Linked DNA regions of Sus scrofa: region 1 is linked to region 2. The links are chromatin contacts, called in public targeted proximity ligation maps. All regions are on one chromosome and are shown on one strand. The core of a region is the stretch at or near the end of the contact, and the rest is flanking DNA. Distances in the headings are between cores, read along the strand shown.

What was found.
Region 1: a contact with region 2 is called in a targeted proximity ligation map of alveolar macrophages. A contact is called at or near these places in 17 of 47 Hi-C or Micro-C datasets (alveolar macrophages, brain, embryonic fibroblasts and 12 more) and 1 of 2 datasets of targeted methods (alveolar macrophages).

Annotation. Positions count from the first base shown.
Region 1 is chr4:40,306,438-40,309,559 of Sscrofa11.1, forward strand. All of the region lies in intron 10 of PTDSS1 (phosphatidylserine synthase 1), which reads right to left. Among named protein-coding and RNA genes, the nearest start is that of PTDSS1, 68 kb to the right of the region's middle.
Region 2 is chr4:39,171,817-39,174,682 of Sscrofa11.1, forward strand. No RefSeq gene overlaps it. Among named protein-coding and RNA genes, the nearest start is that of MTDH, 60 kb to the left of the region's middle.

The DNA of each region.
Region 1 (3,122 bases), core at 209-2,708, 1.1 Mb after region 2:
AAATCCGTATGCAAACTGGTGTACTATGGGCATTAAAAAAAGTTCATACCTCTATCAAAATACTGGGCAATGAATAGATACATTAAAATTATAAAATGAAAGCTACATATTTTTTGTTTGTTTGGTTTTTGCTTTTTAGGGCTGCACCTGCAGCAAGCATAGGGAAGTTCCCGGACTAGGGGTCCAATCAGAGCTGCATCTGCCAGCCTATGCCACAGCCATAGCAATGCAGGATCCAAGCCACATCTGTGACCTACACTACAGCTCATGGCAGCGCCAGATCCTTAACTCACTGAACGAGGCCAGGGATTGAACCCGTTTCTTCATGGATACTAGCTGGGTTTGTAACCCGCTGAGGCACAACCAGGAACTCCCACAAAAGCCACTTCTAACCTTTAACATATTCTAGTACTTGTTCAGATTCTGATATACACCACTATTAAATACACCATTTCATGGAGTTCCCGTCATGGCGCAGTGGTTAACGAATCCGACTAGGAACCATGAGGTTGCGGGTTCGATCCCTGCCCTTGCTCAGTGGGTTAAGGATCTGGCGTTGCCGTGAGCTGTGCTGTAGGTTGTAGACGCAGCTCGGATCCCGCGTTGCTGTGGCTCTGGCGTAGGTCGGTGGCTACAGCTCCGATTCGACCCCTAGCCTGGGAACCTCCATATGCCACAGGAGCGGCTCAAGAAAAGGCAAAAAGACAAAAATAAAATAAATAAATAAATACATCATTTCACAGAAGAGCAAGAGTAGGAAAACTGGAGGATCTGCACATGGAAACCTACAAATGTTTTAGCGCCTTTACAAAGAGAAGAACAGACTGGCCTAGGTTGCACACAGAGGGCAGGCAGGACAAGTTCTACCTCCGAAGACTAGTCAGTGGCTAGGCAGTACTGGTGGGGAGGCTGGCCAAAGGACATCATTCTGCTAAGACCAAGGTAGCAGTGAGGGCTGGGTTGGCTGTCATTGCGCATCCTGCCCACCAGAGGGCAAGCATGCCCGGGCTTCTTCTCCAGCTTCCTTCCTTTCCTTGGGAGGGCAGGCGAGGCAAGTGAGGCTCTTTGGCTGCTGCCAGCTGGGCAGAGCTGGCTTTGCAGCTGGGCTAGGAGAAGTCTGGCAGGTGCTGGGCGACAGATGCTGCTCATCACAATCACCATGCAAGAGGCTTGCCACGGTTGCCAAATTTAGCACTTCGCTTGGGTACAAGAGGCCCCTTTTTCCCTGGTCCCAGGAGGAAGAAGCTTGAAATTTATGGGTTTGCAATCACACCTGTGGACATCTAGGCACATACCCACTTGAAATCCCAAGGCCTGGATTTAAAACAGCAATTGTCCGGATTTTGTTTGAGGAAAAGGGAGGAGAAAAGGAAAGAAAAACGTGAAGGCGGAGAGCCAAAGAGGCACAGAGCCATGGGCGTGTCATCTATGTCATGGTAACAAGCATTGGAAGGCACCCAGACGGATCGGACAATGGGCGCTGGGGCAGCTCATTACCCAGCATATGGGATCTTTGCTTCCACACTAATCTCAAATTCTGTGTATGCTGTCATACCAAGCAAGGCGGAGAGTTGGGGGCTTTGCTTCTCTCAGGGTAAAGACGTGGTGTTGACTCAAGGCTCTCTTACTGAATAATGTTATTGCACATCCTGCCCACCAGAGGGCATTCCTGAGACAGAGACCAATCTTGATCATTAATAAAGGCCACAATGATGAAAAAGTGCCAGGACCTTGTTTGTGCTTTTTCTCTAACTGGGAAATGCACAAGGCAGGGGGGATCCCTAGTCATCCCAGCCAACAGCTGCTTTTTGGGCCGGGTCCCCCCTCCATGGCCCGCATCCCTGATACTGCTCACTGGGATATTCTCATCTTTAATGTCCCCTTTCCTATGGCTGTTTCTTGGCCTCAGCCTGGCCTCTAAATTGTGGCTGCTCCCCAGAACCCGTTCTCAGCCAGCTGCTCTCTCCATGCTATGTTCCCTGACTCTTACCAACTCAATGGCTCCAACCACGTCCTACACACGGATCATCCCGACTCCTTCATCTCCACCACGGGCTGAGTCTTTCCAAAGCTACTGGACAGACCGGAATTTCCAATGACAAGGGACACCTTCACCTGTAAAATCTAAGGGTCCCTCTGGAGTTCCCTTGGTGGCACAGTGGTTAACAAATCTGACTAGGAACCATGAGGCTGCGGGTTCGATCCCTGGCCTTGCTCAGTGGGTTAAGGATCCGGCGTTGCCATGAGCTGTGGTGTAGGTCGCAGACATGGCTTGGATCTGGCATTGCTGTGGCTCTGGCATAGGCCGGTGGCTACAGCTCTGATTCAACCCCTAGCCTGGGAACCTCCATATGCTGCGGAAGTGGTCCTAGAAGAGGCAAAAAGACAAAAAAAAAAAAAAAAAAAAAAAAAAAAAAAAAAATCTAAGGGTCCCTCAAACCTAATCATCTCCTTTCAACAGGCTTCTCTGATATCCCTCAACCTGTTCCCAGCACCAAAAGCCACCCTGATGGCACACACAAGAAAGCCTAGAGTTGCCCCACCCAGCTTTGAGCTGGGCTCTCGATCCAGCCCTTCCTCTGCATCTTCAAAGCTGCTGCCTTGCTTAGGTTCTCACTGAGGTCCCTGCCACCCCCTTGGGCTCCCCCCTGCTCCAGGCCCTGCCCCTCCACACTCTTCACCTCCACCTGCTCTGTGAGATTTCTTTAAACCTGTCCTTCTCCAACTGCAACACACAGAGCCTGTCCTGAGATGCCCATCCCCTCCTTGGCCTCTCACTCTTTCCCCCGCCCTCACCCACACTTGTCTCAGCCCGCCCATGTGTCTTTGCCTCTTGCCCCTGTTCCCTTCTCCTCCCTGCCTTTGCCGCCTGTTCCCTGTGTACCAGGCACTGCACTGGACTCCATGGGGACAAAAGGATGACAGAAGCCTATTCTTTGCAAGCAGGAAGCACCATGTTAAGGAGACAGATACAACCACCAGAGCTGACATTGTCCTGGGGTTAGAATTCAAAGAAATACATACATATGCAGCTGGTCCCCCAAGAAGGAGTTGTCTAGTCTGCCTTGCAGGTCAGAGCGAATCTCATGGAAGGCATGGGTTGATGTTTGGTCTTGGGATAA
Region 2 (2,866 bases), core at 220-2,719:
TAAAACTTTATTTGTAAGGATGGGTAACTGGCTGGCAGGCCCTCGTTAGCTCACCCTTCTTTAGGCCACAAACTTAGGGGAAATCAAAAATCGCTTTTGTTCACAAAGTGGACAACAACAGCCAAAAATGTCAGCCTGTTGTCCAAGGGTCAAGACGTTGCCAAGGCGGGACCACGTCTAATTCATGTGTTTGTTCTCATCACCTGGCACTAGCATTTGGCACATAATGCAGGTTCAGCAAATGCTTTCGAGTGAATAAATGGGAGTAGAGAACCAAGGCAAGGAGGTGAGGATTCCTTTGAAGGTTGAGAAGTTGCAGTTGGTGGCAATGTGCTATCAAGCTCTGGTTTAAAGTAAACACATCCTACCCCCCCACACCCCACCCCCGCTGCTTTTTGGCCGCCCCAGGCGAGGGATCAGACCTGACCCCCTGCTTTTTGGCTTCCCCAGGCCAGGGATCAGACTTGAGCTGCAGCTTCAAACTGCGCCTGCAGCTGTGGCAATGCCAGATCCTTTCACCTACTGTGTTAGGCCGGGGATCGAACCTGCGTCCTTGGCAATGTCTGGAGGAGTTTTCGGTTGTCACCACTTGCCAGGAGGGTTTCTGGCATCTAATAAGAGGTGAGGGACGCTGCTCCACACACTGCAAAGCACAGGACAGCCCTGTGACCAAGAACCAGCCAGCCCTGAACGTCAGTGGTGCTGAGGTTGAGAAATGGTGGTTTAAAGCTTAAATCACCCATTTAAGCTTAAAGCAGAAAAAGCCTGAATCAAACTTCTTGAGTTAGGAGAGCATCTGATCCCCTTTGGTATCAGAGCTTCTTTTTTTTTCTTTTTTTTGTCTTTTTGGCTTTTCTAGGGCCGCTTCCTGTGGCATATGGAGGTTCCCAGGCTAGGGGTCGAATCGGAGCTGTAGCCGCCGGCCTACACCACAGCCATAGCAACGCAGGATCTGAGCTGCATCTGCAACCTACACCACAGCTCATGGCAACGCCAGATCCTTAGCCCACTGAGCAAGGCCAGGGATTGAACCTGCAACCTCATGGTTCCTAGTTGGATTCGGTAACCACTGCGCCATGATGGGAACTCCTATCAGAGCTTCTCCTCGTCACTTTGTGCAAACCCCCTAACCCCCTGCAGACACTGGGCTCCCTTACACCCTACAAACTGAATACCCTCCTTCCTGCCAACTGAGCAAATCCCTCTGACTTGGGGACAGGGTGTTTCAAAGTTCCAGCCCGAAGAGTGGTTGTATTGGCACAAGAAGAAAAGTGAACCAACAGACTTTTCTCCCCTATACGTAAAGTAATTCAAGACTCAGCAAAATAATGAAACATATGGCTTTGCCATCAGAATGATGAGTTCATATTTCTTGTCTTTTCATCACTTTGTTTTAGGAAGACAGGGTAAGAAAAACCTGGGCTCTCGTTAGCTAACTTTTGAATCACCAGCAGAGGGCAGGCATTGCTTACCTAAAGGAAAACACAGTTCCCTCGGCGGTCAAGTACGCCCACGTAGGCAATGCCAGGACCTGCAGGAACCCACAGATTGATAAACTACCTCTCCTGGTCATTTTCTCCCTCCACGTCATAAGTGACGTGATTGAAGTTGTCTTGTGCTGCTATAATTCTATATCAGGGAAGATTTGATTTCTCCTCTTTTATGGAGACAACTATGTTGAGGTGATTTGAAAATCTTTCTTGGAGTTCTCGTCGTGGTTCAGTGGTTAATGAATCTGACTAGGAACCATGAGGTTGCGGGTTCGATCCCTGGCCTTGCTCAGTGGGTTAAGGATCCGGTGTTGCTGTGAGCTGTGGTGTAGGTTGCAGACTGGGCTTGGATCCCGAGTTGCTGTGGCTGTGATGTAGGCTGATAGCTACAGCTTCGATTAGACCCCTAGGCTGGAACCTCCATATGCTGCGGGAGCAGCCCAAGAAATGGCAAAGAGACAAAAAAAAAAAAAAAAAAATTCCACATTGAAAATAATGTATAAGCATCGAAGACAAGTAGAAAAAAATATAAAAACACAATGGAAATATTCACCTCCCAGAGATGATCACTGTTCATTTGATTTTTGGTGCTTTTTCTTGGTATCTCCTTTCCATTAATCCTTCTGAAATGTATCTGGAGCAGTGACATAGGAGGGTCTTTGACATACTGAGAAATGTATGAACCTGGAGTTCCTGTCGTGGCTCAGAGGAAATGAATCTAACTAGTATCCATGAGGACGCAGGTTCAGTCCCTGGCCTTGCTCAGTGGATTAGGGATCCAGCATTTCATTGCTGTGAGCTGTGGTGTAGGTCTCAGATCTGGCCCATGGTGCAGGTTGTGGCTACAGCTCTGATTCAGTCCCTAGCCTGGGAACATCCACGTGCTACGTGTGTGGCCCTAAAAAGACCAAAAAAAAAAAAAAAAAAAGAGAGAGAAAGAGAGAGAGAGAGAGAGAGAGAGAGAGAGAGAGAGAGAGAGAGAAATGTATGAACATGCTGTGTTTTCTTGTCTCTGTGTCTTTGCTCACCCCGCTCAATTGGAGACTCTTTTTCTAGTTTCTGAAAATCCACATCCAAGATTGTCTTCGAGGTCAAGCTCAAATATCTTGCTTGATTCTCCCCAGCAGGAATTGATTTATTTTCTCTGTATTTTGGGGGTCACTGTGTTTACGACTCTCATGGCCATTACCATGATCTTATTATGATTTGTATGTACAGGAGAATCTTCCTCCTACGTAGGTCTAAATCTTTTGAATGTGAGAATCTCACTTCATCTTTCTGCTTTCCATAGTGTGACACAGGGTGATCCCATGGTAAATATAAATCTTTGTATAAAGAAGGAAGGAAGGAAAGAAAGAAGAAGCAAAGAGGGAAGG